Regions from separate parts of the Mus musculus genome. Here region 2 is linked to region 1. A link is a contact called in public Hi-C data. All regions are on one chromosome and are shown on one strand. The core of a region is the stretch at or near the end of the contact, and the rest is flanking DNA. Distances in the headings are between cores, read along the strand shown.

Evidence for each region. A called contact is a pair of places that touch in the nucleus more often than the background predicts.
Region 2: a Hi-C map of B cells shows a contact between it and region 1, with 6 read pairs. The contact joins the promoter of Ccne1 here to the promoter of Rab4b in region 1. A contact is called at or near these places in 2 of 39 promoter capture datasets (cranial neural crest and pre-B cells) and 1 of 484 Hi-C or Micro-C datasets (B cells).

The regions. Positions count from the first base shown.
Region 1 is chr7:27,176,497-27,180,376 of GRCm38.p6, reverse strand. Rab4b (RAB4B, member RAS oncogene family) reads left to right here and starts at 1,494. Exons shown (of 8, transcript NM_029391.2): 1 at 1,494-1,650. The coding sequence starts at 1,635. Mia (melanoma inhibitory activity) reads left to right here. Exons shown (of 4, transcript NM_019394.3): 3 at 98-208; 4 at 543-636. The coding sequence ends at 566.
Region 2 is chr7:38,106,145-38,110,140 of GRCm38.p6, reverse strand. Ccne1 (cyclin E1) reads left to right here and starts at 2,651. Exons shown (of 12, transcript NM_007633.2): 1 at 2,651-2,819; 2 at 3,312-3,354; 3 at 3,458-3,545; 4 at 3,794-3,862. The coding sequence starts at 3,341.

The DNA.
Region 1 (3,880 bases), core at 245-2,744:
ATTTAAGCTGAGATTCAAGTAAGAGGGAAGATTGTACACAGGCGTTCAGCAAGCATAAGTGCCGTTTCCCCAGATGGACTTTTAACTTCTTCTCCAGGTTCAGGGAGGTTACTATGGAGACCTGGCAGCCCGCCTGGGCTATTTCCCCAGTAGCATTGTCCGGGAGGACCTGACTCTGAAACCTGGCAAAATTGATATGAAGACCGATGTGAGTGTCTTGGGGGTGGAGGTGGGAGTAGGATGATAGTTCCTTTATTTGCTTACCTGTTTATGAGAAGTAATTATTTTTGTTGTTGGTATGTACCCAAGCTGGCCTCAAAATCACTAGCCTCCAGTTTCAGCCTCCTGAGGGCTGCTGAGTTTACAGGCCCTGCCCAGTGCTGAGTGATCTCTAATTGGGAAATGGCAGAGGGTGCAGTACTGGAAGCTAATGTGTTCATTTCTGGGTGATCAAACCTAGTCCTTGCAGCTATAACTTTGTTAGAACCACTAGGCGCATTGCAATGTCATCACTGGTTGGTTTTCTATCTACTCTTTTTCAGCAATGGGATTTCTACTGCCAGTGAGCTCAGCCTACCGCTATCCCTGCAGTTACCCTTCCGGCTCTATGCAAATACAGCAGCCAATGGCAAACTATTTGTCTCTTTGGTTTTTGGGGTTGGGTGGGTATGTGCAAAGAATGTTTCACGGGTTTCTGAATATAGCCAATTAATGCCCTGAATGTTGTAACGTCAGTGGCTACTAGGCAGAATTTCACTTTGCAAGCCCTTTGCTCCAAGGTAAGGTTTGGGACCCCCAAGCAAGGGGGTAAACAGTACAATATATGTACGCTTTCCTCTCTTTTAAAGGGAGTTGAATCATTGGTATGAGCCAATAGATCCCGAGAAGCGCATAGAACGTACAGTTTTTTTGTTTTGTCTTTGTTTTGAGGGTTTCTCTATGTAGGCCCTGACTGTTCTGAAACTCACTATGTAGACCAGGTTGGCCTTGAACTCAGCGATACATCTGCCTCTGCTTCCTGAGTACTGGGGTTGAAAGCATGCGCGACCCCAGAGCCCGACCAACAGAGGTTTTTCTTGTAGATAGGGATAAATGTGCGCGTGTCCTCAGCTTTCCTCTTTCCGGTCTATGGGGTTAGAAATTACACTCAGCAGCCTGAGATCCATTCTTCCAACTCTGTCCATCCTGCCCTTGCTCCTTCTTGGCATTCTTGTCCCCGCCCCGTGCCTACGTATAACCAATACGGAGTCTAGTCTCTGCTCCCCGATATTTGACCAAATCCGTTCCACCGCTAGGGCAGCATCTCTGCCTCCGCCCTCTCCCACTTGCTCCACCAATCGCTCTTCTATGTCACGCCCCTTTTGACTCGGCCCCTCTCATGCCACCAATCCGCGCCGCTTATCCCGCCCACTGCCTCCTGAATCCACCAATCACTGCGTTGGGCGAGCGTGGCCTGGTATCCGCAGCTCCGGAGGCTCGCGCGGGAGGGGGGGGGGCGGTGAAGGCGGAAGTGGCGGCGCCGGGTCCAGAAGTGGAAAGGAGCTGAGGCTGCAGCCCGAGTGGAGCGGCTGCCAGCCGAGGAACAGGCGCGGCTGCGGCGCCATATTGCGGCCCTCAGCGGTCGCCACTGAGCCATGGCCGAGACCTACGGTGAGGCTGATGGGCCGAAGCAGGGGGGGCTGGGCCCGTAGTGGATGTGGATGTGGAAGTGGGGCGGGGCTTTCTGGTCAGGTGGGCGGGGTCTGCCCGGATACGGGGCAGGGCTAAGTGGGTCTGGGGCTGAGCTAATCGATTTGGGTGGAGCTTGAAGAGGCCGCTGTACGGGTTAAAAAGATCTAGGGCGGGATTTAAGGGACCTAGTCTTGGTAGATTAGGGTAGGGGGTAGGCCTTGAAGAGGGAAGCAAGCCTTCCTGGGCGGAGCATGAGTGGATAGGGCGGGGCTGACGGTGACCAGCAAGGGTCAGGTTTTATGGACTACAGAGAGAGCCTCACAGATGCTGTGCACCCTGCACACTCTGTGGGCTGATCTGGTTTGAGAGGGCTGGAGTGATGTTCTTGAGTTATAGATTTGAAACTTAGCGTCAAGAAATGCGGCATAAGTTTAAGGATAGAGGCCAGGGGTTCTGGACAGAGGATGGGGAGACAAGGTTCAGAGTTAGGCAATCAGTATGGATGTACAGTGTCAGGTGGGTAGAGGTAGGTTGGAAGGCAGTAGAAATCTCTGACGACAATCAGAGACAGCTCCATTCATTGAACACTCATAGAAAAGCCACAGAATCTGGTGCACACTTACCAGAGGAGGTAACCAGTTTAGGACATAGGCCCAACGTCAGAGGCCTTGACAGAGTGAATGAGTGAGAGGGGGTAGGAGGTGAAGTGAAGAGGAATGGAGGTCAGATTTAATTCTTGTTGAAATGGCTTTTGAAATGCATCAGGTAAGGTCTTGCATTGTGGAGACCTTTAGTTTGGGTTTGTAGCTTAGCTGTGCCTAGCTGTGTAGTCTTGCTTTCGTCAGTTAACCTCTCTGGCCTCATTTTCCTAGTCTGGAAAGTAGAAGTCCTTAGTATACTTCCTTCTTTCCTTTTTAAATATTTATTTAATGTATATGAGTACATTGTAGCCGTATTCAGAGCCACCAGAAGAGGGCATTGGATCCCATTATAGATGGTTGTAAGCCACCATGAGGTTGCTGGGAATTGAATTCAGGACCTCTGGAAGAGCAGTCATTGCTCTCAACTGCTGAGCCATCTCTTGAGCTGTATAATTTTATCTTTAGAGCTTTATTTATGATTAAATGAGTCTTTAGGACTGTGATGGGCATGTATATGGTAAACACTATATAAAAATAATTTTGTGTGCTATAACCCTCTCATTTGGGAAACCGAGGCAGGAAGACTGCTTCAAGTTAGAGGTCAGCCTGGACTACAGAGTAATACTCTTTTTCTTTTCTTTCTTTCTTTCTTTCTTTTTTTTTTTAAGACAGGGTTTCTCTGTGCAGTCCTGGCTGTCTTGGAATTCACTCTGTAGACCAGGCTGACCTCGAACTCAGAAATCCACCTGCCTCTGCCTCCCAAGTGCTGGGATTAAAGGCGTGCGCCACCACTGCCTGGCCAAAGTAATACTCTTAAAATAAGAAAAAGAGAAAGAAAGAAAAGTGCAGTGTGCTGGCACTTCCAGCAGTGGGTAGGCTGGGGCAGCAGGATTGCAGTTCAAGACCAGATAGTGAGTCCCTGAGTAGGAAAAAGACAGACAGACAGACAGACAGCAGTGGGTAGGCTGGGGCAGCAGGATTGCAGTTCAAGACCAGATAGTGAGTCCCTGAGTAGGAAAAAGACAGACAGACAGACAGACAGACAGGAAGGAAGGAAGAAAGTAGAGGATGGCAGCACAGTCTTTTAGAGGCTGAGGTAGGAGGAGTGCTTGGAGTTTGAGGACAGCGAGGTTAGTCTGGAATACATAGTGAAGCTTTGTTTCGAATATCAGTAATAATAATGAAAAAAGAAAAAAGAGTCCTCTTGAGCCCAGTAGTGGTGCACACCTTTAATCCCAGCGCCCAGGAGGGCAGAAGAGGCAGGGGAATCTTTGAGTTTCAGGCCAGCCTAGTCTACAAAGTGAGTTCCAGGACAGCCAGGGCTATACAGAGAAACCCTGTCTCAAAAAAAAAAAAAAAAAAAAAAAAAAAATCATCTTGGGCTAGGTTGGCTAGCATGCAGGATTTCCCAAGTTCTATCAACAGCCCTGCAGACTTCTGGATTTTTTTCTTTTTTTAAGTTTTCCTGTTTTCTTTTCTTTCTTTCTTTTCTTTTTTTAAATGCATGCTGTATTTATACTTTTGTGTAAAAGTATACTTTTTTATTATTATACATAAGTACACTCTAG
Region 2 (3,996 bases), core at 1,402-3,901, about 11 Mb before region 1:
GGATAAAACAAATTTGTTTTAGTTCGGTTTTTTGTTTGTTTGTTCAGGTCAGGATGTAAAGCATGTGGAGAAGCCAGAACTTTCCCTCGGCTCTTCCTGCTGCTTCTTCTTCTTCCCTGCAGAAGCAGCTCCTGCTTTGATTACTCATAACCATGATTACTCACGCTTTCCTCCTCTGTGGGGCGCTAAGGATGGAGCCCAGGGCCTGTGCCTATAACCACATGACCTATACCACAATCTTTCCTTGACTCTTTTTCCTGTATAATGTTTGTTTTAAGCCAGGAAAAAAAAATATATATATATATGGATAGGCTCACTATGTAGATCAGGATGGCTTCAAACTCCCAGAGATCTATCTGCCTCTGTCGCCCCAGTGCTGGGATTAAAGTCGTGCTCCACCATGTAGGTCTAAGCTCAAATTATTTACTTTTCAAGGCAGGGTTTCTCTATGTATCCTTAGCTGACCTGGAACTTGCTCTGTTGTTAAAGGCGTGTGCAACCAACACCTGGCCTGGAATTTGCTCTGTAGACCAGACTAGCCTTGAACTCACAGAGACCCACTTGCTTCTGCCTCCTGAGTTGGAGTGTTGGGATTAAAGGTGGGTGGGTGCTAGCTACCACACCCAACCTGTGTTTTGCATTCTTGAGTGTGGGATTCTTGTATGCTGCTGTAAAGGCAAGTGACTTGTGACTTTTGTTGTGTAGTCTTTAATTCATCTGTTTTATTGTTAGGACATACAATGCCTGAAACTCTCATTCTCTGCTGCTGATGGGTCCATAAGGAAAGCTCTATCACTGCAGCAATAGTTCATTTATTGAGCATTTACTGTGTACCAGGCCTGGTACTGAGCCACCTGTTTCCCTTAATTCTCACAGCAAGTGTAGGCAGTAGATAGCTGTGGTCTGCGAACTAGGGTCACCCTGGAACCAGCATGATAGCTTTATTGTTAAATTCTTAGGGCTGGGCTTTAACTTTAAAGGGCTTAACCCAAAGTTTCACTTTAAGTTTATCATCTGCTGTTGAATCCAACAGGGTTTGGAGAATATGGGGTCTGGGGCTCAGTCTGCTTATGACATCCTCAACAAAATCTCAGCAGCCTGGGACATCACCATTATGCTAGTCAGGACCTATGGGAAGGGCACACTCCACTTTGACTTCCAGAAGAGAGTCACTGGGAGCAGAGACAGGCTTACCCCGAGGAAGGTCCCCAGAGGTATTTAGACCCCGCCTTTCACACTTCTACAACTTGAGTACAGGTCTTTCTTTGCTAGCAGTCAATGTGCTCAAGGCATTCGTCTCAGTAGCCTGTATGTTCCACAGACCTGGGTCAGTGTGGGTTTCTTTTCTCTCTTTCTTTCTTTCTTTCTTTCTTTCTTTCTTTCTTTCTTTCTTTCTTTCTTTCTTTCTTTCTTTCTTTCTTTCTTTCTTTCTATATCATTTACTAACATAAGGGAAGTGACCCTTTTGGTCCAAGATACAGAAGGGGCAACGGGATAAGAAAACAGAGTGAACAAGAGATTGGAAGAAACAAGTGCTTTGCCATAGTTTAACACTGGAGGGGACGTCCTGGGGAAAGGTACGCCGGAGAGGAAGTGGTTACCAAAGACCTTCAAGTTTTCCGGAAGCACAAACAGCTGGAATGGGTCAGAAGAGAGTAAAGCAAGCTCTGAGGCTCTGGGGTGCGAAAGGGCACCGGATGCTGGATCCAGCAGCTCGGGCGGAGGGCTGAAGGTCAGGTCTGGGGTGGGTGAGGGTCACTTCACGTTTGTGAGGCATGTGCATACTCTGAGGTTGATGAAAACACTTGGAGTAAAATTATAGGCTGGAGACTGCCTCACCTCATGGGGACCTAAGGGTCAGAGAGGCTTTCTGCAAACGGGTTGGGCCCATGTGTGCTAGAGGCACAGAAATGTGCTTGGGTAGCCTAATGAATGAATGAATGGGTGGATGAATGGACCAGAAACACTGACAGGTTAAAGGACCTGCTGCTGGTCCACAGGAGACCTAACAGCAGCAGCCTGAATGCTGGTTCCGGTCCCAGGAGCCACAAGCTGTTGTGACCTTGGGGACACCCACGCGCCGGACTCGGCCCGGAACTCTGCGTCTCAGGGGCGGGGAGGACGAGTCAGGAGGGACAGTGCGCGCGCGCGGGAGACCGGCGGATGACGGGTTCTTAACTCCGGGCCCTCCCGTGCCTCACTCCAGTCAAGCCCGGCCGCCGATCATTGCGATCTGCCCTGCTGACATTCCACTTGGGCGGCCCATGCCGCTCCTCCCGGCCCCGCACGCTCAGAATCCTTCAGGCGCTCGCGCCAAGATTCTCCCGCGTCAGCGAGCCCGCCCCGCAGCCGCGCGCGCCAGACGACTCTCCCGCGTCCCGCCCCGCGCAGGCCCCGCCTACCACGTCCGCACCCCGCCCCCGGCGCGCAGGCCCTGACATCTAGCCCCACCCCTTTAGTGCATGCCACGCCCGTAAAAGAACACGCCCCCCGGGAGGCCACGCCCCCACCAGAGCTCCTCGCTGGTCCGCGCGGCGACGGGGCGGGCCCCGGGCCTGCGGCGGCCGCTGAGGGGCTCGCAGCCCTCGGGGCGGGGCGCGAGGGCGGGACGGGGCCGGTGCCGCGCGCTGGGATTTTTAAATGTCCCGCTCGAAGCCGGGCGCAGGAGCAGCCGGCTCGACAGCCAGCGCGGTGTAGGGGGCAGGCGCGGATCCCGCCAGCGCCGCGCGCTCGGCCGCCGCCTCCCGCCTCCTGCTTCCCGCTCGCCGTCGGCCTCCTGCCCGCTCGAGCGCGCCTGCCTGCGGCGGACACAGCTTCGGGTACGGGCTGCCTGGACTCCCGGGACTCCCGGGACTCCCACGACTCCCAGGCGTCCGGACCGGGTCCGACCAGACCGGACCGGGCCCGGGTGGGGGTGGGGCGAGGCCGGGTCACCCGGTCCCCTGAGGTATCAGCTCGGGGTGCCCCGGCCGGGGTGGCTGTGAGAGACGGGTCAGGGGTAGGTGTAGAAAGGGACACTGAGGCAGCCCCGGCCCCGAGGACGGTGATGGAGCGGGGGGTCCTCTTGAAGGGCGGCTGGGCCTCCATCCCCAACCTCAGGTTCGGACCCAGGGTCGCAGGCTGCTGGCGGCGCCTGCGGGTGACAAGCCACCCGGGCCCATCGGCCATTTTCCCGGCCGGCCTCCGGGCCCAGGAGGCTCCCGCCGCCGCCGCCCGCGCGGGAGGGGGGAGGGGTGCCCGGGACGAACTGGAAGACTCAGGTCCCCTCTGCGGGCCGTGCTCACCACGATGCTTGCTTGTTGTCCTCCCAGGTCTGAGTTCCAAGCCCAAGTCCTGAGCCATGCCAAGGGAGAGGTGAGTGGCCTCCCTGCTGCGGGAGGGTAAGGGTGAGTAGCGGTGGGGGAGGGGCGGCCTGAGTTTTTGGGGAGCAGCACCCCATGACACCATGCCCTTGCAGAGACTCGACGGACCACAGCAACATGAAAGAAGAAGGTGGCTCCGACCTTTCAGTCCGCTCCAGAAAAAGGAAGGCAAATGTGGCCGTGGTGAGTACAAAGGATACAGGTTGGGAAGGGGACAGCCCACCCCCCCTTCCATCTTACCTGGGTACCAAATTTGGTTCTTCTTACCTACTAGTGAAAAGAATTAGTTGAGAGAGAGGTTTCCTTTAGTTGAATGTCGTTCATGACCTAACAAACATTTCCCCCTTTTTCTCTTGTGTTTTTTGTCTTTGGGTCGCACCATGTGGACCCATGGTGGACCGGGATTTTTTTTTTTTTTTTTTTTTTTTTAGTTTTTGCAAGACCCAGATGAAGAAATTGCCAAGATTGACAAGACTGTGAAAAGCGAGGATAGCAGTCAGGTAGGTCTGCTGCCTACAGGGTATTCTGCCTCCTGGGTTCCAGGTTTTCTTTCTTCCAACTTTCCCAAAACAGAGCTGCAGGCCACATGGCTGAACCTCTGAAGCTTGTCAATGTGGCCTGGTCTCAGTTGGGC